2 separate regions of the Gossypium hirsutum genome follow, and region 2 is linked to region 1. Evidence: chromatin contacts called from public Hi-C data. All regions are on one chromosome and are shown on one strand. The core of a region is the stretch at or near the end of the contact, and the rest is flanking DNA. Distances in the headings are between cores, read along the strand shown. Region 1 holds the start of LOC107948796 (cytochrome b561, DM13 and DOMON domain-containing protein At5g54830). Region 2 holds the start of LOC107948814 (pentatricopeptide repeat-containing protein At1g66345, mitochondrial).

Region 1 (3,836 bases), core at 599-3,098:
CACCACGGGCTGCAATAGATATTGAATCCTTAGATACTGTCCAAAAGAAAGTAACTTGCTGATCATCTAAAAACACGCTATTGTTATACATATCAGATAGACCACCATCAACAACTTCGACTCTCCACCCCATCTTCGGCTGGTATAATGACTGATAAAACACTTGATCAGGGGTATTCCTATCGGGAGCCCAAACCAATTCGTAAGGGCTTGCCATGACTCCTTCTGCTTCCGGCCCACCAGAATAAATAGTCTCAGTCGCATTCCTCAATGTTGCATTCCCACCTAGATAATCAGAAGTAATATACAAAGCAACATCATGACCTGTCTGCACCGAAAACTTCACAGGAACCCCTCTTTCCACTCTCAAAACTGGAGCCTCCTTCTTATTAATATACAAAACCTTTGATGGATTTGGTGGATTTGGATAATGCAACGCCTCCCCAGTCGTAACAACAAGCGGAACTTTTGCACTGGCAATAATCAAATCTTGGTCCTGCTTATCATCAGCATCCAATGGCCCGAAACAATCATCCACATTCTCTGAAACATTAAGCCTCAAATGTCCATATGCAACCATCATTGGACCCCCGTGATTTTGGGGCAAATAATATGGCCGGATAGTATCAGGCGGTTTCATCAACCCTAATGCCCAAATAACCGTCATTTCCTCGGTAGGATTCACAGGCAAATCGTATTTACCATCCGACGAATTCAATGGTTTCCTAAACCTAATAAAGGAAACCCCATCTCTCCTATGTCCATAAACCAACTTAGTATTATTTAGCGTCATGCCGTTGGTGGTATTCTCATAAACTACATCAGGACAAACACCTACGGCTGAACCATCTTTACCATGCAACATACACTCACTATAACTCGTAATGTAAAAATCATCAACAAAGGGCCTACCTTCCTCCGTAAAAGCCGCCACCGCGATGTCTGCTCCTAACATCAGCTCCTTGGTTCTATTCGGATTCGCCCACCCAAACGCCATGTAATTCATCGTCTTGGTCGCCGCTTCGAGCCCGATCTCGATCCAATTGTCCTCCACATTCAAGCTCCACCGAACCCTATAATTACCCGACAAGTTCTTGCAGTTATCGAACATTGTATGTACCCTGCCTGGATACAAATCCGACCCGTTGGTGGGGAGGGTGAGGTGGCCAAAGTCCGATAAGGTGGTGACGTCCCAGACGGAGAGAACTTTGATCTGGTCCCAGGTGACGTTGGGGAGTAATTGGATCGAAAACGACGCGTTTTTGTAAGTTGTTTGGTTGAGGCAGTGATCGGAAATCGGGAACCCACGGGTGATGTTAGAGAAATCGACGGCGACCGCCCCCCAGAAAACGACGTCGGAAGAACCGGATAACATGTCAAATCTGGATACTTGGAAAGAACAATCATCGAGGATTTTGAAATGGCCTCTCAGTTGGTGTTGGACCATGGTGAAATTGGATTCGAAGCCGATTAGGGAGCTCGTGTTGGAGCATTTCGTACCGGAATCCGCATTGCAGAAGAAGATGAAGGAATTGATGAGAAAGAGTAGGAGTAAAAGGGATGATTTGGAATTGTACATTCGGATCGAATGGCAAGTGATTAGAAAGAACCCAAAATTTATGTTTAAAGAGAAATAGATGTTTAAAAAGAAAGCAAGAAAAAAGGAGGAGCGAGTAATGGGGCGGTGGTGGCTCGGTGGAGACGTGAGTGGTCAACTCGTCAATTTTGTTGGTTTGTTCGTGGTTTTTTAAAAGTCCTCTGGGGTTTTTCTTTTGGGGGAAGAGGGAAGGCCATGAGAGGTAAATGGCAATTTCGTGATTTTATTAGGCGTATTTGAAACAATCGCCGAATCACGTCAGTGCTGACATTCTTATGCTCAATTTAGATTATTCGTTAAACAATACTTGGATTCTTTTTTCTTGTTAAAACCTCAAAAATTACCCCAACTTTATTTATTTATTTAGTCTTTATTCTAAAAAAATTAATTATCATTTATATATAGTTTAATCTTTTTTTTAATTTTACTTTTCTTTATAACTATTCCACCTGAAAAGTTAAAAAAATATTAACTAAAATAAATAAAAGAAAAATATAAAAATAGAAACGCCCAAAAACTCAATCATAATTTTCACTTTTTCTCATTATTTTCTTTTGTTACTCTAATTTTCCATTAGTGAATTGAACACTGACAATCGAGATGATCTAGTTTTCGTTGTTCACTGTTCATCGGTTTCATAAGATTTACACTTTAATTATTCAACATTGCTTCGTTTGAGCTATTTTGTTATAGTCGTTGTTGTCATTATTACTTTTTCTAGTGAATATAGAGAGCCTCACCACTCGTTTAATTAATCCACTATTAAAAGAAAAATGAAAATGCCTTTAAAATCATCACTTAGCCAAGCATGAAGAATGGATAAGATGAATGGCTTGGGACTCAGGAGTTCAAAAAGAGATATGAATGAACTTATATTATTGGACACTGGAGTTGACAACAAATGACGGATTTCGATGGTAAATAGGAGCGATTAGAGTACTACCATTTTGTCCCTTTGAGACGTCATTCTTGCATCTAACTCAATGGAAAAATGAAGAATAATAAGAAGAAACAAAATGACCCAAAATTTTTAAAATAGCCAATTCAATTAATTGAAAATAAAAAAATAGCCACTTCATTAATTCAACCCAATTTTATGTCTAATAATTTCAAAAAAAAATTTAGCTTTAATTTACTTCATTAAGACAACCAGCTCAAGTAAACAAAAAATGAGTTATTTATTATTGAGAGATAATAAGTTTCAACCATTTGAAGTACAAGGAAAGCAATGTATTTGGGGATTATTTAGTTTAATAATAAACAAGATTTTTAAAATTATTTTTTTCTTTGTTTCTAATTTACACATTGTCTATTGCATTATATTTTCATGTTAAAAATAGTACAAAATTAGGCAATGAGCAAACATTGAGAGCTATTTTCTTTTAAGATAAGGCTAAATTAATATAAAGTGTGAATGTTAAAGGGTTAAAATTGCTATTATGTTAATTTTAAAAGCTTATACATCATTTTTTCGTTAGTCATTTAACAACCGATAACCAAAAAAAGGAAAAAAAAATCAAATAGTTGGGTAACAGTTTTGTAACTTTTCATTATTGAGTGGCCAACAAAGAAATTTACTAATAGTTGGGTGACTACTAGTGTAGTTTATCCCTTTTTTATACATAAAAATAATTATATTTGCCCATTAAGAAAAAAAAAAGTAGATTTATTTATTTTTTGAATATGTATAATTTGATCAAAATCAAAATTTCATATATATAATTGAATCAAAATAAAAATTCCATATGTATCAAATCAATCCAACCAAAAATATATATGTATCAAATCGAAGTTAATATTATATAGTTAGTCAAAATTTCATTTGTAATTTCAAGATTTATCTCATTATAACTAATACATACTTGAATTAGACCTATCTATACTATTGTTAGTGTTCTTCTTTGTTTTCCCAAAGAGTTTCTTCTCTCATTTTGTTCTCTTACCTTAGTTCTTTGTTGGGCTTCCTAACGCGACTTGTTTCCTCCTCAAAGCTTTTTCCCTAACCATTTCCAAGTCTTTTGGTTGATGCTTTGCTTATCTTTTCCTTCCCACAGTGCATTTTCCCCTTTCTCCCGTTTTCCTGATGATGTCATGGGCAGGCTATGAAGTCAATGGATCTTTTTCCCAAGACAAAGCATCTCCCAAATTGAACTTGATAGATAGTATGTCAGTCTTTCAATCGATTTGCTCATTCATGATTAGACTAAGGACATGTTTACGTTCGTTTACTAATATAAGT
Region 2 (3,836 bases), core at 615-3,114, 770 kb after region 1:
CTAAGGGATTGTATATCCGTTAGTGGAATTTTGTTCCACTAAAAATGTGTACTACTCAACTTATAATAATCTATACTATTAATAAAAATTTTAATTGACTTGATGGTATGAGTTAATCGAGTATTAACCCTGTTAGAAAATTATAAAAGTAATCTTTCATATTTAGAATAAGTTATATTATTCGAGGGTATTTTAGTCTTTTTAATTAAAAAAAAACAATAATATGCATATGATGGTATTTGAACTCATTTATATGCATACACATGTTCATGTGATAAGATTTCTATTAATAATATATTTGATTGAGTTGGTGCCACAAGTTAACTTGACACCGACTCAAGATAGATGACAACACAATGATAAATAATTTAATCTAATTTGTTTTAATATTAATATCGTGCATATTTCATGTGTTATTATTAATTAATTTCAAACTATAGGTTCCATTATTAATTTATATATATATTTTTAACACACTTTTGTATTATCAATTTGTGGTTTCCACATGCATACGCATGTGATAGGAGTTCTAGTTTTTTTTTTGGTGACCTAACTTTTAAAATATTCAAAATGATCACCCAATTAATTTGTTTTTTTTTTGGTCCATTTTCGCTATGACAGTTCATTTTTTTGACGAAAGGGAGAGGTGAAAATTAAAAAATTAATATAATAATAAATTTAGCCCTAAAATTTTACATTAGTTATAATTTTTTTTAAAAATTAACTCTTGAAATTTACATATTGTTTCAATTTGGTCCTAATTCTAATATATATATAAATACATAAATATTTAAATTATAAAAAAATTACAAAATCAATCTACTTCTATATATACAAAATTTAATCCACTTTTTATTTAAAATCCTTTTTTACAACGAATTAAGTACCCAACCAACGTGGAAAAATGGAACGCTCATATCATTAAACAAAAGAGGAAATTAATAAAAAAAATTTACAATTTCCAGTACATGCATAAACAACAATCAACTCCACTCCCTAAAAAAATTTGACAAATTGGCCGACTCCTTTAAATTTCTCCTTCCGATGTCGAAATTTTTCAAATTTGACTTTAAACCTACTTTCAGATTCAGCAAATCGCCATCCATGTTTCCTTTTTCTTTTTTTTTATTTTTATTTCCTTGCTGCAAAACACAAATTTAGCTTCATGCATTGACATGTTGTTGTCTTCTTTAGCCCCTAGGGAGGCCATTAGGGTATTTTCTTTAGTATAAAACCCAAAGGCATAGTGCCATCGCGTGGGTTGAAGCTCAAAGGTGGAAGGGAGGCTTGTGCCTACGGTTGTCAGTTGTTTATCAAATTGATGAGAGGTCTAACTAAATTGGCTTGGTGTGCAATTTGCTACCCACTAATTTCTTTTGTTTTACATTAAAATAAAAATCATTTTAGCTCTCATTTTATTTTATTTTATTTTACCTTTTCTAGCCATTCAAGTTGCATTATTCGTCAAATTATTCCAAAATGAATGAAAAAGTTCATGTCTGTTAACTTTACTGATGTGGTATCCACGCGATAGTTCATGTGTATATCATATTAGTAATTAATTAATTCTTAAAATTAAAAATATTAAAATATTTTTATAATTTTTTAATAATTTTTTATTTTTCAAAAATAATTTTTTATTATTTTTTGAATTTTTTAAAATTAAAAAATAATTAATTATTGACATGATATTCATGTGGCAATCCATGTTTAAGCCACGTTAGCAAAGCTAATAAGCATTAATTTTTCATTCATTTTAGAATGATTTGATAAATAACATAAGTTCAAGGGTTAAAATGGACAAAAAGAATTAAATAAAGGACTAAAATGATGTCTTATAAAATTAGAGATCCAAATAAGTTATTATACCTCTTCAAAAATTTCCTTGAAAAGATTCACGACCCACCGCTCTCATCTCTCCACCCAAGTTCTCTCTTGCCTTCAGGTTTGGAGCAGACCAGGAAGTTAAATAAGGTAATTTTTGAAACCCTAAGTTTGATTATAAGATTTCTACTTGAGTCTATAGATTCCGAGTTATGGCTCGGTTTCTGTTTTCTGCTTTGTTCTGTATTTGATTTTCTGTTTTAGCTGCTACTGCTTCTTACTCTGTCTCATGGTGTATGAATGTTGCTTTTGTCAATTAATTTGATGTTTCAGAAGAATCATTTTTATTTCGAGGGTTTAGGGGTTATTAAATGTTTCCTTGTTTATCTATATGTTTTGACTATTTTTACGAATGCTGCGATTAATCACTTTTATTTGTTCTGTGATATGATATAGCAAGTACTGAACGAATACGAATTGGATGCAAAAGTCGAAGAATATCATGTTGGGAGTAGAACAGCATCTTAATTTTTCATTTGACAGAGCAAGTTGAAGATGATATGATAATTGTGTCCATGTTTGAGGTAAGCTAACATCGACCAATGCATCTGTAAATGGCTCTGTTGAGTAGGAAACTTCAGTCCTTTTTAGTTTCTTCATCAATCACCAACAGTCCTTCATTTGCAGTAACCAAAACCATCATTATCCCCTCCCAATTGCTCTTGCAATCTAACAATGACTCGAATGTTAGTTTTATCTCTGATTTATTCAAGAAAACCCATAACTGGGATACTCTCACTAGAACTTTATCTTCAGTCCAATTAACCCATTCCCTTGTTCAACAAGTACTGCTCCAACTCAAGCTGCCTGAGCATGCAAGATCGGCTTTAAATTTCTTTTACTGGTCTGCAAAGACCCAAAACTTCCAACACCAGATTTACTCTTACTGCATTGCAATTCATATTGTAGTTCATGCCCAACAATTAGCTGAAGCTAAGATATTGATCCAATCAGCTTTGAAAACAAGTGAATCCAATTCAACTAGATTTTGTCTTGTGGAATCTTTACTGGGTAGTTACAAAGTTGTTGATTCAAGTCCTGTGGTGTTCGATTTGTTGGTTCAGGCATATGCAAAGTTGAAAATGTTTGAGGATGGTTTTGAGGTTTCTTGTTACTTGGAGAATCATGGGTTTTGTTTGAACTTGTCAAGTTTCAATGCCTTGCTTCATGGGATGCAAAAATCTGGTGAAAATGCAATGGTTTGGAAGGTTTATGGGCATATGATTCGCAATAGGAAATACCCCAATGAAATTACGGTAAGGACGATGATTGGTGCTTTGTGTAAAGAAGGGAAGTTGCAAGTTGTGGTGAATTTGTTGGATAGGATTCATGGTAAGAGATGCTCTCCAATAGTTATTGTTAATACGAACTTGGTGTTTAAGGTTATAGAAGAGGGTAGAATTGAAGAGGGTATGGAATTATTGAAGAGAATGTTGCAAAAGAACTTGATTCTCGATACCATTGCTTCCTCTTTCATTGTTTATACTAAATTGAAGCTTGGGAATTTGGAATCAGCATGGGAGGTGTATGATGAAATGCTTAAGAGAGACTTTAGTGCCAACTCTTTTCTGTTTTCATCCTTCATAAAAGCATATTGTGAAAGAGGCAAAATTCAAGAAGCAGAAAGCATGTTGCGAGAGATGAAAAATATGGGTTTGAAGCCATATGATGAAACTTTTAACCATTTGATCGAGGCATGTACTAAAGCCGGCGAATTGGATGCTAGTGTGAAACACTTTGAGGAAATGATCGACAGGGGACTCGTTCCAAGTTGTTCCACTTTCAATGAAATGGTGAGAGGGCTTTGCGAAATTGGGGATTCGGGGAAAGCTAATGGGTTCTTAACTCTTGTTTTAGATAAAGGACTTTCACCTAATGAAGTCACATACATTCATCTTATGTCTGCTTATGGGAAACAGGGGAAGATCCAACAAGTTCTGAAATTATACTAT

What was found. Hi-C and Micro-C count contacts between places; a contact is called where the count stands out from the background.
Region 2: a contact with region 1 is called in a Hi-C map of leaf, with 2.0 times the contacts expected there. The contact joins the promoter of LOC107948814 here to the promoter of LOC107948796 in region 1. A contact is called at or near these places in 3 of 34 Hi-C or Micro-C datasets (anther and leaf).

What each region holds. Positions count from the first base shown.
Region 1 is chrA04:10,388,761-10,392,596 of Gossypium_hirsutum_v2.1, forward strand. It overlaps LOC107948796 (cytochrome b561, DM13 and DOMON domain-containing protein At5g54830), which reads right to left and starts at 1,849. Exons shown (of 1, transcript XM_016883444.2): 1 at 1-1,849. The coding sequence starts at 1,579.
Region 2 is chrA04:11,160,597-11,164,432 of Gossypium_hirsutum_v2.1, forward strand. It overlaps LOC107948814 (pentatricopeptide repeat-containing protein At1g66345, mitochondrial), which reads left to right and starts at 1,865. Exons shown (of 3, transcript XM_041110917.1): 1 at 1,865-1,974; 2 at 2,281-2,408; 3 at 2,949-3,836. The coding sequence starts at 2,385.